2 separate regions of the Sus scrofa genome follow, and region 2 is linked to region 1. Evidence: chromatin contacts called from public promoter capture Hi-C data. All regions are on one chromosome and are shown on one strand. The core of a region is the stretch at or near the end of the contact, and the rest is flanking DNA. Distances in the headings are between cores, read along the strand shown.

Region 1 (4,929 bases), core at 821-3,320:
AGCGAACAAATGAAAGAGCAGGGGCAAAAAGGATCGGGGCAGGTCTGAGATGCACAACAGGAAGGGAGGGGGTGATGGATCAGAGAGAAGTTACCAATAATTCAGTAAGGTAAAGGGCAAATCTAAGAAGAGCCAAAATGTGGAGGACAGGACTTGGAGATAGAGGGTGGAAGCAGGTCTTAAGCAGAGAATTGAAGGGGAAACAGGTCAAAGGAAAAGGGGGCAACTGAATGGAACAGCTCAAAAGAGGGCCAATAAGGAGGTGAGATGGAGAGGCAACAGGCAAGGACAACACCGGGGCAGAAAGGACTGCAGGGCGTGAGGCTGCAGAGAGGCTGAGTTAGGGAGAAAGGTCAGAGAAGTGAATTGCAGAAATGAGAGCTGCAGGGTCAGAGAAGGGGGAGGAGGCTGCTTCACGGAAGGCAAAGTCAGAAAGCAAGCAGGCTGGAGGGCACAGCAAGATCTGAGACTGAACGAGGGGCAGAGAGGGGAGGCAGCAAAGTCTGGAAGAGAGGAAAGGATGTGAATGACACATTTTGACTAAGGGAGGAGGCAGGCAAGGTGCATCTGAGAGGCAGGGGTCAGAGAGCCCAAAGGGGTATCCGGGGGGGAGGTGTGGGACAGATTTTGCGAGGAGACAGTAGGGCCCAAGAGGGAGATGGAATTAAGTCCAAAGAGAAGACCTGGGGCAGCAGTGCCGAGACAAACGGGGTCCCAGATGGATCTCCAAGGAGGTGGAACCGCAGTTCCTAGAGGGACAGCTCCAGGGGGTGCAAGAGAGGGTAACAGCAGACCGGTCAAAGAAGGGGGCAGGGGCAGGGTGCTGAGAGCGGAACGGGAGAAGGCAGAAGGGTCACGAACCAGAATGTGAAGGTCCAGAATTAAGGGATGCGGAAGGGTCACGGAGGAGGTGGGTCCCATGAGCACTGCAGAGTCCGGGAGGGGCGAGGGGCATTACTGAGGGAAGGAAGAGGGAAAGGGGAGGCGCAGAATTGCGAGCGGAGTGGCTGCAGTGGCCGAGGGAAGGGGGAGGCCGAGGCAGACACAGAGATCCCAATGGGTCGGAGGGTGGGGGCAGACGCGGCGACAGCAGGGCTGAGGCGGGCAGGGGCAAGTCCGAAGGGCAGGCGGGCCCCGGCGGGCCGGGCCACAGCGCGAAGCGGCGGGGCCCGGGGGGCTGGGGGGCCGCTCCCTCCCCTCCCCCTCCGGCTCCTCCATTGTTCGCGGGCTCCGGGCCCCGCGGTCCCCGCCTTCCCCTGGACCCCACAACGGGGCGGCGCCCGGCCTCGCCACCGGGGCCCACGAGCTCGCGCACTCACCAGCTGGACGTCCTCAGCGCGGCCCCGGCCTCCGGATTCCCGGGAGCGGCGACGGCGGCCCCGGCGCCATGTTCTGTTGCTCCTCGTCCAGCGGCGGCTGAAGCGGCGGCGGCGGCGGCGGCGGCGGCAGCTCCGGCGGCGGGGGGCCGGGCGGACCCTCCCTCGCGGGCTCCCTCCTCCGCCTCCTCCACCTCCTCCTCCCGCCGCTCCGCTGCTCTCCCTCGGGGCGGGGGGCGGGGAGGGGAAGGGGGGAGGGGCGGGAACCAGGGGGAGGGCGGACCAGCCTCGCTTGCTCGCTCCCTCCCTCCCTCGCAATGGCGGCAGCGGCACCTCCTTCCTGCGGCCCCAGCTCCCGCGCGCGTGCCCCCTCGCTACTGCGCGTGCGTGGTGCGGGGACCTCTGCAGGGGGATAACGGCCCCTGAGCGCGCGCCGCGAGGGAATAACCCGCGCTGGGTGGGGGAGAAGTGAAAGCCCGTACGCGCCCGAGGGGCTCACTGCTACCGCAGCGGCCGGGTCCAGGGAACGGGCGCACAGGGCGCAGTGCGCGTGCGCCCCAAGAAAATGCCGCTACTGCGGTGGCTGCGGCGCGAGGCAGCGCGAGGCAGAAGGAACGGGGTGGGCAACTGCGCGTGCGCGATAAGGGATGCCAGCCGCAGCGTCTACTCGCGCTGAGGCGAAGGGAGTGGTCCGCGGGGGGCGCGCGCACCGTTGCGCGCGCCAGAAGCAGCCGATGCCCTCCTCACGCGGCCTCTTGGAGAAAACGGGAGAGAGGCATGGCCCGGCTTTGGGGGCGGGGGCGAAGGGCGCGATCCCGCTCGCGCGGGACCTGAGCAGCCAATGAGAGGCAAAGGGAGGTGGGCTTGCCGCGCGAGCGCAGCCCCCGGGATAACGGAGGAGGAAAGAGGGAGCGACGTAACGTGGGGCGGTGGGACGGAGCTGAGGAGGAGGGAGCGCACCCAGTGAGGGAATTGATTGGGGAACAGGAGGAGGCGTGGCCCGCCTTAGCCCAATCCGAACCTTGCATTTCGTCGTTCCGGAAGAGAGGGCGGTGCTGAGGAGCGCGTGCTATTTTCCCAAGCAGTGAGGAAAATCTGCAGGTTATGTGCGAGTTATTAAGACTTGCTGTGGGTTCTGTGAAGCCCTGATTTCCTGGAGAGGGGCGAGGGCCTGGTCCTCCAGGTCAGCATTGTGCAAATGACTGCAAGTCAAATGTCAGTTCGGGCGCCCGGAGGGGAAATATTAGTGATGGGAAGGGGCACTGCTATAACCCCAGAGTTCTTGTGAACTGAAGAGGGGTTCCTCTGGGATCCCTCCGGAAGTACGGATCGTGGAAGTTGAGCGTTCTGGGAGCTCAGTCAATATTTAAGGAATGCATGAAGAAACGCTATGCTTCTTACTGCATTTTTCGTTTCTTAGTCTCTTCATGTAAAAAGTGGAATGATAATCTTATCTCTTTAGTAAGGTTTGTTGTGAGAATTTAAGGAGTTCTATGTGTAAAGCACAGAAAATCATGGCTTGTTCTAAAAACGTTGATGGAGTTTCTGTCGTGGCACAGCGGAAACGAATCCGACTAGGAACCATGAGGTTGAGTGTTTGATCCCTGGCCTCGCTCAGTGGGTTAAGGATCCGGCGTTGCCGTGAGCTGTGCTATAGGTCACAGACATGGCTGAGATCTGGCGTTGCTGTGGCTGTGGCGTAGGCCAGCAGCAGTAGCTCCCATTAGACCCCTATCTAGCCTGGGAACCTCCATATGCCGTGGGTGTGGCCCTAAAAAGACAAAAAGACAAAAAATAAAAATAAAAAAATTTAAAAAGTTGATAAATAAAAACCTTTGTCCTCACGGATGCTAGTCGTTGTTTTTTGTTTTCGTTGTTTTTTGTCTTTTTGCCATTTCTTGGGCCCCGCCCGCGGCATATGGAGGTTCCCAGGCTAGGGGTCGAATCAGAGCTGCAGCCCCCGGCCTACGCCAGAGCCACAGCAACGCAGGATCCGAGCCCCGTCTGCAACCTACACCACAGCTCACAGCAACGCCGGATCCTTAACCCACTGAGCAAGGCCAGGGATTGAATCCGCCACCTCATGGTTCCTAGTTGGATTCATTAACCACTGCACCACGATGGGAACTCCATTTTTTTGAGGTTACATCTCACTGCCCTTTTTCTTTAGTTGAAGTGTACTTGATTTATAGTGTTGCGTTAGATGTACCCAAGTTTTAAAGCAGCCCAGGGAGTTCCCTTTGTGGCTCAGCGAGAACGAACCTGGCTAGTATCCTTGAGGATGCAAATTCAATCCCTGACCCCACACAGTGGGTTAAGGATCTGGCATTGCCTGTGAGCTGAGCTGTAGGTTGCAGATGAATTTTGGATCCCATGTTGCTGTGCCTGTGGCAAAGGCCAGCAGCTGTAGTCCTGATTGGATCCCTAGCCTGGGAACTTCCATATGCATAGGTGTGACCATAAGAAGAAAAAAAATTTAAAGCATCCCATTAAATAAAGGTTTTCTGATTACCGATAAGGGTCAGTTCCTTTGACTTTTTTTTTTTTACACTTTTAATGCATGAAGTTTGATTTTTATATATTAAGGTTTGTTTTTAGCACTATGGCCTAAACAAATCCAGTACATGGGCCAAATTTTCTTTTTCTTTTCCTTTTTTTTTTTTTTTGCTTTTTATGGAGGTTCCCAGGCTAGGGGTTGAGTTGGAGCTGCAGCTACTGGTCTACACCACAGTCACAGCAACGCAGGATCTGAGCCTCATCTGTTGACCTACACCACAGCTCAGGGCAATGTTGGATCCTTAACCCACTGAGCAAGGCCAGGGCACAAACCTTTGTCCTCGCGGATGCTAGTCAGATTCGTTGACCTCTGAGCCATGGGAACTCCCAGCCAGAATTTCTTTAGGCTGCCACTACAAACCTTGGCTTGTAAGTGATTTTGAGATCCATCACTTTAGAACACCATAAATACTGGGGATAAGGGACAACAGATTCCCCTACCTTAAATTCATATGTGTTTATAACTCCAATGCAGTGTTCTAGGGCCTTCCAACCTTGGAAAATTTTTGAACTGGCAGCACCTAGAAAAGAGAGAAGCCTGGACTCACTCTGGATCCAAGTACCCCTCTCTCCCCTTCTCTTAGAGCCCTTCAGCTCTGCCTTAAGTCGGCCTCGAAGTCACTTTCTCAGCGTGGCCTCCCAGATTTGGCCTGACCTCTCATACTTTGATTAAAATGAGCATTTTATGCTAGGCAACATTCTAGAGCACTTTAAACATATTAACTCACTTAATCCTCACAACACCTTCAATGTAGTTTAGAGTTCTTATTCTACTAAACTAAGCCACGGTGAGATTACATAGCTAGCGAGTGGCATAGAAACTCAAACCCACCTAGTGCCTTCTGCATAGCATTCTGTCAGAGGTTGAAGTTCTGTATTGGCTTCACCAATGTGTGAGCCCTTTGAAGGCAGAAACTCTGCCTAGTTCCTCAAATGTGGGCCCATGACCCACAATACTTGTTCATGAGTAAGTGAATGAATCCAGTGCTAAACAGAGGTGATGATGGCTGCTGGGGCCATGGTAGCCAAGACACAGTCCTTATTCAAAGACTAATTT
Region 2 (4,929 bases), core at 1,773-4,272, 69 kb before region 1:
GACTAGGAACCATGAGGTTTCGAGTTTGGTCCCTGCCCTTGCTCAGTGGGTTAACGATCCGGCGTTGCCGTGAGCTGTGGTGTAGGTTGCAGACGCGGCTGGGATCCCCCACTGCTGTGGCTCTGGTGTAGGCCGGCAGCTGTAGCTCGGATTCGACCCCCTAGCCTGGAAACCTCCATATGCTGCGGGAGCGGCCCAAAGAAATAGCAAAAAGAAAAAAAAAAAAAAAAAGAAAAGAAAAGGGCTGCTAGATGCAGAATAATTTGTACCACTGTCACCTGCCCCCTCCCACTCTCAAAAGAAAACGGTTAAAAATCATAGAAAGAGGGAGCAAGGTGGTTTGGTCTCACTCATTATGAAATCATTCCCAGAGAACACTATTTTTAGTCAAATTACTGACAAGTGAGGCTGCGGGCCTGGGGATATAGGCAGCAGAGCCCAGAAGAGCAGGGCACTAGGTATTCAGCCTCCGGGTTGTATACCTTCGGGATGCGGAAGAGTGACAATTGGAAGCTCCCTCAGGGGGTTTCTGTGCTACAGAACATGGATATTCCAACTGTGGGAAGGAAGCCTTGGCTCAAAATTGGCCCAGAGACCCAGAATTTAAAACTTTAGTTTAAAACAACAACAACAACTAAGAAAGGAGTTCCCTTGGGGCTCAGTGGGTTTAGGATCTGGCATTGTCACTGCTATGGCTCTGGTTAGTGATATGGCACAAGCTTGATCCTTGGCCCGGAACTTCCGCACGCCATGGGCATAGCCAAAAAGCAAAAACTAAAACCTTAGTTTTGTGACCACAGTGAGGTGTACAAATAGCATACTAATCCTGAGACATTATTCTCAGGAGTGTGAGTAGGCTCTACAAGTAAATCCTCACCCCAACTCTAGTGAGAGAAACTGTCCAGCAATGAGTGTTCCTACTTCCTGCCACACAGCAGAGATCTCAGATGGCTCACGGAGGAGTCAAGGGGAGCAGAGACGCCACTGCCCCAACCAACTTTCCACTTGGATAAAAACTGGAAGAAAAAGTTTTCTAGCCAGAAATATGAAGTCAGTCTGACACCCAGTGAGTTCCTCCAGCCTCCCACAGTGGTGACCTGCAGCTGCAGGAGTTACCTGCTCTTTTCCTGCCCTCCCATGTAACCAGAGCTGAGAGTGAAAATCTAATATCCTATTAGTGCAGCAAGCACAGAGGCTGTCCCTGAGCCTGGGCTAGGCTGAAAGCATCAGCAAATCGATCTGAAAGCTGTTCTACCTACTAGCCATTTCTTGAACACATTCCAATTTTAGAAAATATGGAGCAAGGATAAATGAATTGGTCAAAAAGCTCAGGAAAAAAGACAGGTGCAAACCAGAACCAATCTCCACCTACAATGTTATGAGCTATAACCTAAGAATATAGGGGAGGAGCTCCAATGGAGTCTTGGTAATAGCAGGAGCAGTATATTTTGAGCCAAGAAGCCAGTGATCCTTTTCTCTGTGATTTGTGCTTATGACAAGTTGGCAATTTACTCACAAAATATAGGGCTGGGACAGAGTAGTCAGAGGAACATGCCATGGGCCACCCCTGGAATGTGGAGTTGGCCGCAAACAAAGCGTCTCTCCTGGAGTTCCCATTGTGGCTCAGCAATAACAAACCCAACTAGTATCGAGGAGGACTCTGGTTCGATCCCTGGCCCCGCTAAGTGCGTTAGGATCTAGCGTTGCCCTGAGCTGTGGTGTAGGTCGCAGACTCAGCTCAGATCTGACATGGCTGTGGCTGTGTGTAGGCCAGCAGCTGCAGCTCCAATTCCACCCCTAGCCTGGGAATTTCCATATGCCGCACTTGCAGCCCTTAAAAGCAAAAAAGCTTCTCTCCCAGAGACCCCCTTTGACCAAATTTTGCCACTCTCTTCTGAGGCCAAAGGTTAAAATGCAATTGGCCTAGGGAAGAAATTTGTAAAGATGATGCACAAGATACACAGTATTGAATTAAAACAAATAAAAGACAAGCTAGAGTTCCCATCGTGGCTCAGTGGTTAACGAATCTGACTAGGAACCATGAGGTCGAAGGTTTGATCCCTGGCCTTGCTTAGTGGCTTAAGGATCCGGCGTTGCTGTGAGCTGTGGTATAGGCTGCAGACAAGACTTGGATCCCACATTGCTGTGGCTGTGGCGCAGGCCGGCAGCTACAGCTCCAATTGGACCCCCTAGCTTGGGAACCTCCATATGCCACGGGAACGGCCCAAGAAATGGCAAAAAGACAAAAAAAAAAAAAAAAAAAAAAAGACAAGCTGAGGAACAGTAGGTACATGATCTCATGTTTTTAAATGTTTAGTGGGCAATATTAGCAGGAAACACAACTGAATTATTAATGCCAATTACATAGAAATTTGGGATTATAAGGGGCTTTCTATGTTTATAATGATTACTTTTTTTTTTTTTTTTTTGCTATTTCTTGGACCGCTCCCGCGGCATATGGAGGTTCCCAGGCTAGGGGTTGAATCAGAACTGCAGCCACCGGCCTACGCCAGAGCCACAGCAACACGGGATCCGAGCCACGTCTGCAAGCTACACCACAGCTCACAGCAACGCCGGATTGTTAATCCACTGAGCAAGGGCAAGGACCGAACCCGCAACCGCATGGTTCCTAGTCAGATTCGTTAACCACTGTGCCACGACGGGAACTCCTGATTACTTTTTATAGCAAGCAAGTATATTACTTTTATAATAAGGAAAAAAAATGCTTTTAAGGTGACGGGATGGTTTAAATTGTCCCAATTCATAACAGTCACACCATTTCCTCTCCGAGGTTCTGGTTTTGGTTTCTACTGTGACACTGGCTATAAAGTGGCAGGTGGATAGCAACATGGGCCCTAAGGAATGAAAGACCTCACTGTGGCAGCAGGAGTATGAACACCCAAGTACTGCCCTTAAAAGTGATGATGCAATATTTTATTTGCTAGGATGAGCACAGAGGAGCATAACACGGACACGAAATCAGGGACACAAAGACTTCTGACTTTGACCTACATGAGGCAGTCAGGGCAAACAAGTTTCACTTTGTGTATCATCTCCACTGGGCTCAAAGTGACTGTCTGAACCACCACATGGACACTGGGTCGCGTGGCAATTTCTACGGGAAGCAGGAGAGTGAGAAATGGGTTGGGGTGGTCAGGTGGCAGCACAGGCTTTCCCGAAGTACAAGGCCCATATAAATCAGTCAGAGGAAGCCTTACTCAGTCCCTAAGTCCAACACAGTGTGCTCTGTCCAGCAAGGGAGGCCGCAGTCCTGCTGCCCCATCCCCCGTGTTCTCAGTCCCGTCCTCTGCTCAGACAGGAGCCACACGATGAGATGGCTACGGGTGGTGTCAGAAAGGGCTGAGGACCATGGAGAGGTGCAGACAGCATACCACACAATGGGACAGTCTACAAGACAACTGCCTAGACTCTTCAGAAAAGGTCATCATTAAAAAAAGAAAAAGAAAAAAGGCAGAGAGAACTGTCCTCAACTGAAAGGGCCTCAGGAGACAATAATAAAAGCACTGTGAATACTGACTGGATCTTAGAGCATAAAATGCAGCAGTGAGAGATATATAAGTCAACTGAGTAAATTTAAACATACACAGTATATGAAATGCTACTGAATTCATGCTAACATTCCTTTTCTTTTTTTTTCTTTTCTTTTCTTTTTGTTGTTGTTGTTGTTTAGGGCCACACTTGGGGCATACGGAAGTTCCTGCGCTAGGGAGCTGTGGCTGCCAGCCTACGCCACAGCAACGCCAGGTCTGAGCTACATCTGCAACTTACGCCACAGCTCATGGCAACATTGGATCTTTAACCCACTGAGTGAGGCCAGCGATCAAACCCACCTCCCCACCTCCCCGTAGATACTAGTCAGGTTTGTTACCACTGAGCCACAACGGGAACTCCAAAGCTAGTATTCTTAAAAGTGATAATGTTATTACAGTTATGGAGGAGAAAGTCCTTGAGCATAGGAATATATGCTGAAATTTTTAAGCTGAAGTGACAAGATGACCTTAGCTCACTTTCAAAATACTTTTTTTGGCAATGCCCGTGGCATGTAGAAGTTCCAGGGCCAGGGATGGAACTCATGCCACAGCAGCAATTTCAGCTGCTGCAGTGACAGCAGGAGAATTCCTGCAGCTCACTCTCAAATGATTTAACGACAATAAAAATTGTGGGAGAAAGGGGCAAAAGTGGCAAAATGTTACCCACTGATAAATACTGGGTGACCACTGTACTACTCTTTCAATGGGTTTTACCATTTTCAAACTTAAAAGTTACGGAGAAAAGAAAAAGGTCATAACTTTACATGTAACGGTCAGGTCTGACAGGCAATAGGAAGGAAGACCAGATATACTACTGGTGAAGCTGACAGCCACAACCAGCACAGGATCACACACACTGAGCACTTCCAGGTGCCACGTGTCACGCTCAGAGTCCGATGTACAAGTGCCCCTGGCAGCCCGAGTAGGCAGGTCCTGCTACCACCCTCAGTTTACAGATGAGCAAATGGCAGAACAAAGATTGTCATCTATTGTAACACTGTACTGTAAGGCTGACTGTAACGTGGTCTAACTGCATTTCTGAAGCTCTACATTGCTCTTCCCAATGTCCTTCCTAGTGAATCTATTTTATTTTAAGTACATCAAGAGAAAACACCACACGGGCCCAACAACAGGGGAATGGTTAAGTACTTTGTGATAGAGCCATTTAATGGAACATCGTACAGCACTTAAAAGTCATATTTTCACAGAGTATTTAACGGCAAGGGAACATACTCACAAAATAACGTCTGGTTTAAAAAGCCATGGTTCTCAAAAAATGGTCCTCTGGGAGTTTCCGCTGTGGCTCAGTGGCAATGAACCCAACCAGTGTCCATGAGGACGCATGTGGGTTGGATCCCTGGCCTTGCTCAGTGGGTTA

What was found. Promoter capture Hi-C pulls out the DNA fragments that hold promoters and counts their contacts.
Region 2: a contact with region 1 is called in a promoter capture Hi-C map of liver, with 2.8 times the contacts expected there. The contact joins the enhancer-like site here to the promoter of ARHGAP35 in region 1. A contact is called at or near these places in 2 of 5 promoter capture datasets (both in liver), 4 of 47 Hi-C or Micro-C datasets (embryonic fibroblasts, fetal skeletal muscle and liver) and 2 of 2 datasets of contacts at active chromatin or transcription factors (alveolar macrophages and skeletal muscle).

Annotation. Positions count from the first base shown.
Region 1 is chr6:52,708,604-52,713,532 of Sscrofa11.1, reverse strand. ARHGAP35 (rho GTPase-activating protein 35) reads right to left here and starts at 2,070. Exons shown (of 7, transcript XM_021094622.1): 1 at 1,320-2,070.
Region 2 is chr6:52,778,299-52,783,227 of Sscrofa11.1, reverse strand. All of the region lies in intron 3 of ARHGAP35 (rho GTPase-activating protein 35), which reads right to left. Among named protein-coding and RNA genes, the nearest start is that of ARHGAP35, 69 kb to the right of the region's middle. Within about 2 kb of position 3,022, at least 5 of the 83 cell types and tissues checked have an H3K27ac peak or open chromatin away from gene starts, as enhancers often do. A contact at or near this core is called in liver, where this site is marked.